Regions from separate parts of the Zea mays genome. Here region 1 is linked to region 2. A link is a contact called in public Hi-C data. All regions are on one chromosome and are shown on one strand. Each heading gives the region's core, a stretch centred on a gene start, on an enhancer-like site or on the middle of the called end of the contact. The rest is flanking DNA. Distances are from core to core; before and after follow the strand shown. Region 1 overlaps LOC100284309. Region 2 holds the start of LOC100382374.

Region 1 (3,814 bases), core at 1,132-3,631, 250 kb before region 2:
GATTTCTACATCACTGGAGAGAGCTATGGAGGTGAAGTACCATAACAAGTTGTTAATTCTATATGTGATAGTGATTACACAGTTAATGATATCTAGAGATTAGATGTATGTAACTCTAGCATAATTTGGTGCAATGGTTCTTTTCAGGCCACTATGTCCCTCAATTGTCTTGGTTAGTGTACCAAAACAACAAAGGAATTAAGAATCCAACCTTAAACTTCAAAGGCTTCATGGTTAGAACTTGTTGAGCCTGTATTGTGTCATGTTCCCTTAATTAGATTGCTCATTTCTCGTTAATAATAACCAATTGCTTGGTAAATGCTGTAGGTTGGAAATGCGGTAATTGACGATTACCATGACTACATGGGCACATTTGAGTATTGGTGGACACATGGGCTTATCTCCGATGAAACTTATGCAAAGTTGTGGGAGGATTGTAAAAATGATGTGTCTGAGAACCCCTCCGAGGAATGCCAAAAGATTTATGAGGTTGCTGAGGCTGAGCAAGGGAATATTGATTTGTATAGCATCTACACACCTACTTGTAAGAAGACTTCATTGCAAAAGCGCAGACTAATAAGGGGAAGAATGGTATGTTCGAGTTGCTAAAAGAATTATGGTTTCCCTATAGCAAATAGTAGCATTGTATATTACTTCTTTCTAAGTTTATTTTGACTATGTTGCTATCTATTATGTTATTAAAAGTAGCTCATCAGCAAGTGCTCTTGTATGACCTAGAATGTTAAGTTATATGAGTATTGAATATTTTGTGGACCTTAGTTCGCAATATTGAGATATATGGTGTTAGCTTTTGTATTGCACCTCTATGAGTAAGCTTAAGTTATATATGGTCTTGTTGGCTTTCACTTATGATCTTGTTAGTTCTAGCAAATTTTCCATATGTTAAGTTGTGGCTCTAATGCTTATTATTGCATTTTTATTCGAAAAAATGTTATAATTTATGGAAAAAAATATTAGAGCTACGGACTATATCTAGGTACATAGTAAAGCTAGACACATAACAAGATCAAATCGACTTATAATTTAGAATGAAAGGAGTTTATTCTTTGTTACTACATGGCATAAACAACCATTTTAGCCTACATCATGACACTCAATACATTGAATTTGCTAGAATGAAGAAACAAAATTATGGTAATATTACTGTATAAAAATAGAGTGCCTAGACTTACATCAGCAGTATTTGATATGTCATAATGTTCTAGTGAAAACTCATATATATATATATACAACTAACTTATAAGTGACGGCTTGCAAAAGTTATTGTCATATATTATTAATAATATGATTTAAAATGAGTTATCAGTGTCATTGGTATATTGTTTGTTAAGAGAATAATTCTTTTCCATAGTTGATAAACTTTTTAAAATGAGTTATCGGTATTTCTTTTTAAAGTGGGCAATGTTTTTTTTGTATTAAAAAAAAGTAGAGATTAGCCGATGGTTATTAGTATTAGAGTGTAGCAAAATAAATGCCAGACATTTCTGATTATTGTGACGACGATATTCGCTAGGATCTATCAGCTCATGCACGCATACTGACTACTATACGCATCTGCTCAAATGTAGCCCTGGCTGCCGAGAGGATACGATCCTTGCACCGAGCTGTACATCACGAAGTACTGCAACTTGCCCGAGGTGCAGGACGCCTTCCATGCCAATGTTACTGGAATACCATACGCCTGGGTGGGCTGCAGGTCTGCTCGACTGCTTCCATCTTGTTTGTTTGGTTTTTGGCCACTGGAATAGCATTCCATAGAGCACCAGCGTAAAGCCGGCCGTTCGTGATACTCTGCACTGAACTCGACTGGAAACAAATGTTTGCATGCAGTGACCCAATATATGAGTACTGGAAGGATTCGCCGAGGTCCATGCTTCCGATCTACCGTGAACTCATCTCGGCAGGCCTAAGGATATGGGTCTTCAGGTACGTCCGCCGAGTCTCTGTCGTCGAGAGCAATTAATGGCTTAATTACTCTCTGAATCCTATAAAAAAAATCTTCTTCAATTACATCGGACTGTACAATTTGGCAGCGGCGACACCGACTCCGTCGTGCCCCTCACGGCGACGAGGTACTCCATCGACGCGCTGTCTCTGCCAACGATCACCAAGTGGTACCCTTGGTACTACGACGAAGAGGTGAGCCCTGCCTGCCTGCTGCATCAAATTAGACTGACAGTCCCTTCACTCTTTCGTTCCGCTAGACGTACGCTAGCTAACCGTGTCTGCATCTGCAATGGTGTGGTTCTTGCTTATTGCCTGCACTGTAGGTTGGTGGATGGTGCCAGGTGTACGAGGGCCTGACGCTGGTGACGGTCCGAGGCGCGGGGCACGAGGTCCCCCTCCACCGTCCGCCGCAGGGCCTCAAGCTGTTCGAGCACTTCCTGCGGGGCGAGCCCATGCCCAAGCCTGTCGAGAGCGTCCAGTCGTTCTAGATGAGCTTGCTGCCGCGCTTGGCTAGTTGGCTTTGATGAATAGTAAGGCCGGACATGTGGCAAGCCATCTCCACTCCACATTTCTTCACCACGTTTTCAATAACTGGCGCTGGCCGAAATAATAAGAGCAGAACGAATAAAATGCCGCTCGCTAGAATGATCTGGCTGTGCGTGTTTGCTTTCGAGTTATTTTTATATACCACCTACACACTTTCACGTTGGAAAATCGATAGTGGTCGCTACAAAAGTTCCAAGGATAACTGGATAAGTTTGGCAAAGCTATACTCCATGCTAAATTCATATGGGTACTGACATACTGTCACCGGGAAAGGCTATACCTTCTGCGACCGTCAAGATCCATTGTCATCGTCCGAAAAGTGTGTTTAGTTTTAATCCGTATCGGCTTCTGTTGCTTCTAATGTGTTTTTGTGTCTGTAGATTACAACTGCAATAGTTTAAATAACTTGTTTTAATCTGAAGCGAACAACCCCTGGCCTAAGGAATACCAACTCGAGAGAGACTAGCTTTGGTGCCTACCTTAAAAGAAAACACTCGTCTCGAGGCTCCGAGAACATCCCCCGGCCACGGCCAGAAAAATGGGCATTGCTCTAAATGCATCATACAGGGGCATCTAGATGGTGTAACCTAGTTGCGGGGTGACCTGATAGCTTTTCTAGCCTACTATACGCTTCAAAGGGTTACTGTCAGGAAGGTGCCATCAACGAGTACTAAGGGACAACAATGTTTCTACCGACAGTGGGAACAACCAACAAACTCAGTGAAGAACAAACTTCAAAACAATGTTCACATATGTCACAATGCGACGGGAATACCTAATCCTAGGACTGGAGTGTTTCATGGCACTCAAAATCCTAATAACTTGATTATACGCCTCTTCCAATCACCCATAGAAACTCAACATCATGTTGCTTCACTCGACATCCCTTGGAGTACTTCACTCTATAGCCATTGAATCCAAATATGAATTCGGTAAATCATAGAAATCGATGTGTTTCTATCATCCCTAACAATGCCAACAAGACGACATCCAAGGTAATGGGACGTGTTCCGGGCATGCACACCCTTGGCCTTACATATTCGACATGTATGAGATTGCCTCACATTATGATTCTTCCATTATCTCCTCTCTTGCCTACGAGCCCATAGCCCACATATACATCCTTGTTGCAAAGCATGGTGTACCTCTTGTTCCTATCGGAGCGGCTTACATAATGTGGCCTATAAAACCTAACAGCATAATCCATCAGAACATACTAGAGATACTCCAAGGTATCTGAAAGGGAAATGTGCCCTTGGGCCATTTCTAAGTGTTTTGGTGATTTAGAGTCCAACACAAG
Region 2 (4,327 bases), core at 787-3,286:
TATTTTTTCTGTTGGGGATTGGGTGTACCTCAAACTGCAACCCTCTGTTCAGTCTTCCGTCATGCCGCGTGCTCATCAGAAATTGAGTTACAAATACTTCGGCCCCTACATGGTACAAGCTCGGGTCGGGGCAGTAGCATACCGTCTTCAGCTGCCTTCTACCAGTCGTATCCACCCAGTTGTCCACGTATCTCAGCTAAAACAGGCTGTTGGTTTCCATGGCACCCATTCTGCTGATATTCCTGCCACAATACCTGAGCACAGTTTTCCCTTGCAGATTCTTCAATCACGTGGCATTACTAAAGGTAATAGATTGGTGCAATAGGTTTTGGTGGAGTGGTCCGGTTTACCTCGTGATCTGGCAACTTGGGAAGACCGCGAAGCCTTGCGCCAATGTTTTCCAATGGCACCCGCTTGGGGTCAAGCGAATTTTCAAGGGGAGGGGAATGTTACCACTACAGATACTACCTCAGCCTTGCCAGAGGGAGAAGAAGATCACATTCAGACTCAAGACACAGGCGTGCGAGGCAAACGCAAACGGCACGTCAACAGCCGCGTCCGAGGGCCAGAGTGGGTCTAGATGTGTGGCGTACCATACGTGTACGTGTGTATACCGTACACGTATGAGGCAGTATTACGTATTCTGAATTGGGTGAGTTGTATTTGAACCAGCCTGGACAGTGAGAAGGATATCGAAGAAGAAAAACCTAAACTAAATTCCTCACCTTCTCTCTCTCGTGTTCCTCTCCTTCCTCTGTCTCTCCCCTTCCTCCAGTATCCCCTAACATGGCAAGTCTTTTGCCTCTCCTTTTAAAAAAAACTTATTTTCGAAGACAGATTATAATTTCAAATAAACACCCCATAAATTTATTCACGAATCAGGTTAACGACAACGGTTGCCACGGTAAAGGACGCATGAATTCCAGATGCCTAAACGCATGCTGAGGCACAAGGGACAAACAAATCACACAAGGGCTTTGTTGTTTCCGGCTCTGAAACAGTCGTCTCCACGGTTTCTTGGGCAGCTTGTCGACCAGCAGGTTCACATGCCGATAGACGGAGAGCACTGACATACTCCTACTCCTACCAAGGACGAAGGAAAGGAGGAGCCCGAGAGAAGCGTCTCTCTATTAAAATTAAAACCCCGCACAGTTTTGGCGTCGTCCGTATCCTTGTTCGCTGGTCAAAGCGCCAGCCGTTTGAGTTGCTGCGTGCCAGATCTCTCAACAGTCTGAGAATAAAATGCTCTGCTAGTGGCCACAAAGCCGTGCGAGCCCTGGATTCTGGCGTCACATGTTTTCAGTCTGGTGAGAGCGTTCATTGGTGTAAGACAGAGTCGAAACTGAATCATATGCAGGAAACAAGCTAGGCAAGGCAAGTGGAGCTAGCTAGTCACCAGTCTGAAAGGATACATACAGAGGCAGGCCTCTCGTCTTCGTCTCATGGTCCTGGCATGTTGCTTGTTTAAGGAGGGCAGAAACTGTCGGAGCGTTACAGTTCATGAGCAGTCAATTAATGGCGTCCCTGTCCCTGTCCGTCTCTCTCGCTCGTGGGGCAGAGCGCGGAACATTAGTCAATGGACCGCGAAGACTTCTTCCTTCCACGGTCGCCCAATTCCATAAGAGGAATCTCGTGACCTGTCTTGCAGCATGCATACTTTCATCAGTTCTTGGCTGCTTAATTAATTAGATGTTGCGAGGAAATTACTGCTACTTTATAGACTTCTTAAGTATCTGCCTTTTTTTTTTCTTCCCCCAAGCGCGTTTCAGTTCACCTAATTTTGACAGCAGTTGAAAAGAATCTTTACCCGAGTTACCAAACACATGTCTGGAGTCGTATGAATCCTTGTCACCAGAACTGAAACTTGTTAGGCCGCTCTTGAAAAAACCCTCCATCTGGCAGCCGTTTTCTCTCATGCATGCACACACCTCATCCATCTTCCTAGTGGGAATACATGTGGAGAGAGGAACACCAAGATATATATATGTTAGAGTGGTTGGCCAGTAAAAGGCAGAGCACACTATACACCGCAGTACGCCTGTCTGTCATCACTCATATCATAAGAAGATGATCACATCTCGCACACAAGCATATGCATATCACTCATTCCAGAGAATGAGATGACAAGACGTTGTTGCACCACTTTTATTGTAAGCAACAGGATAAAGCGCTCTCTCTCTCTCTCTCTCTCTCTCTCTCTCTCTCTCTCTCTCTCTGCTTGTTGGTGCTGCGTCTCATCTCCTGTTATTCTGATCCTTATGCTTGCTTGATGCACCAATTCTTTCTTCCAATTTGCAGCCGCAGTTGATGCTGGCTCAGGTATTCTTTCAACGGTCCGGTCTCTTTGTTTGCATGCAGTGAAACGAACCTGCACTGCAGGTGAGGATGATGCCTGGTTCAATGGCTGCGCGCCAACCTCTGCAAGGGAAGCAGGAGCTGCAGCCATACGATGGCCGTGACCCTTCAGCGCTCGGGGCCGGGGGTAGTCCAGTTCTTCTGCCCCGGCAGCAGGAAAGCGCCGCTCCACCGGCCGTGCGGGTAGCGCCGCCGCCGGACATGTCGTCGTCGTCGGGGTCGGGGAGGAGTGCGACGGAGGCGAGGGCCCTGAAAGTCCACAGCGAGGCCGAGCGGCGGCGCCGGGAGAGGATCAACGCTCATCTGGCTACGCTCAGGAGGATGGTTCCTGATACCAGGCAGGTCGGTGTGTGATCCTTCCACCCTCAATGATTCACTTCATCACTTGTGTGAATGAATCATCTGGCACACACACTTTGTGAAAGACTGAAACAATATTTTACCAGCATTAATCTTCTTGGTTTTTCGCAGTCCTGATTTTTGTAGAAATTCGGCTGGTTTAGTGAGTATTAGTAAAAGTAGGCGAAATACTGGAAGTAAAATTGGAAAGAAGTTAATCTCCATCACCACTCAGAATGTCAGTGATATATCTCTCTCTCTCACTCTCTCTACGTCAAACGTCTCTCCACGGGAATAATTTATCGACAAGTTTGAGGTCCGCAAGAAAGCCATATGAACGGAACCTTGGCACTCACATCTGTTCACATTTCAGAATTCCATCAGGCTTTCGCTTTGGAGTTCTCTAGCTAGCGAGACAAAAAGTACAATGCTGTGACTGTGACTTTCTAAGCAAAGGCTTCACTTTTACACTCTCTCTGCACTGCACTACTGCAGATGGACAAGGCCACCTTGCTTGCCAGAGTGGTGGAGCAAGTGAAGCTCCTGAAGAGGAAAGCAAGCGAGGCCGCCACCACCACCACCCAGAGCACGCCCCTGCCCCCGGAGACCGACGAGGTCTCCATCGAGCTCCACACCGGCGACGCCGGCGCCGACAGGTCCGTCTACATAAGGGCCTCGATAAGCTGCGCCGACCGGCCGGACCTCGTCGCCGGGCTCGCCCAGGCGTTCCATGGCCTGAGGCTGAAGACGGTGAGGGCCAACATGACCTCGTTAGGAGGAAGGGCGCGGCATGTGTTCGTGCTGTGCATGGAGGAGGGCTGGGGAAGTGCAGGTGCAGGTGCAGGTGCAAGCCTCAGGTCTCTGAAGGAGGCTGTCAGGCAGGCGTTAGCAAGGGTTGCTTCCCCAGAAACGGCATACGGGAGTAGTCCCTTTCAGAGCAAGCGGCAGATGATTCTTGAGTCGCATTAGGGTCAGGGCTTTGGCACCGAAAAAAAAACCAGAGCCTGCCAAACAGCGGTTTTTAAAAACACCTCTTTCGAAAAGTACTTCAAAAATCTGAGCATTTTATACTATGGAGGAAAAGACACAAATCCTAACTTCACTAGCTCTCTGCTCCTTTCAGTAAGTGGTGTTTTATAAAATTGAGGATAAGCCATATTTGTCAAATAATTTATGAAATGGCTTTAGCTCCACCCAAAAAGATACTTTCAAAAAAAAAACGGAGTCAGAGTTTGGGCAAGCTAAGGCTTGCCAAACAGATCCTTACTCGATCATGTCCATACAACAGGATAAAGATTGCTACTGTGCTAGTATAAAAAGTATTTAGAAAATTGGAAGAGACACGTAGGTCTAAGACCGCTGGATCATAACGTCGACACAATGGTATGTACATACAAGGTTTATAGAGATTTAGTCTGCTTGAGCGCACGTCATATGTCCTCTGGATAATTAATGTTTAAATGCAAGAGTGAGCAGATATCACGTGATCAGTCAAGACTCAAGAATGAGCAGATGTTTATTCCATTTGATAAACACACCTACGGATCCTAATATCTAATTACTTAATTAGTAGATCTAATTATGCATTGAATTGGTTAAAGCTAACTGATCCAATTGTTGCCTCCTAGAAGGT

Evidence for each region. A called contact is a pair of places that touch in the nucleus more often than the background predicts.
Region 1: a contact with region 2 is called in a Hi-C map of tassel, with 4 times the contacts expected there. The contact joins the enhancer-like site here to the promoter of LOC100382374 in region 2. A contact is called at or near these places in 3 of 25 Hi-C or Micro-C datasets (ear, leaf and tassel).

Annotation. Positions count from the first base shown.
Region 1 is chr3:15,140,923-15,144,736 of Zm-B73-REFERENCE-NAM-5.0, reverse strand. It overlaps LOC100284309, which reads left to right. Exons shown (of 9, transcript NM_001397564.1): 3 at 1-31; 4 at 148-233; 5 at 328-591; 6 at 1,590-1,717; 7 at 1,852-1,947; 8 at 2,055-2,160; 9 at 2,292-2,658. The coding sequence ends at 2,456. Among protein-coding and RNA genes, the nearest start is that of LOC100284309, 14 kb to the left of the region's middle. Within about 2 kb of position 2,381, at least 9 of the 20 cell types and tissues checked have an H3K27ac peak or open chromatin away from gene starts, as enhancers often do. A contact at or near this core is called in ear and tassel, where this site is marked.
Region 2 is chr3:14,892,447-14,896,773 of Zm-B73-REFERENCE-NAM-5.0, reverse strand. It overlaps LOC100382374, which reads left to right and starts at 2,036. Exons shown (of 3, transcript NM_001175119.1): 1 at 2,036-2,150; 2 at 2,359-2,697; 3 at 3,190-4,183. The coding sequence starts at 2,386. The coding sequence ends at 3,663. LOC118476633 reads left to right here. Exons shown (of 2, transcript XM_035966149.1): 2 at 278-699.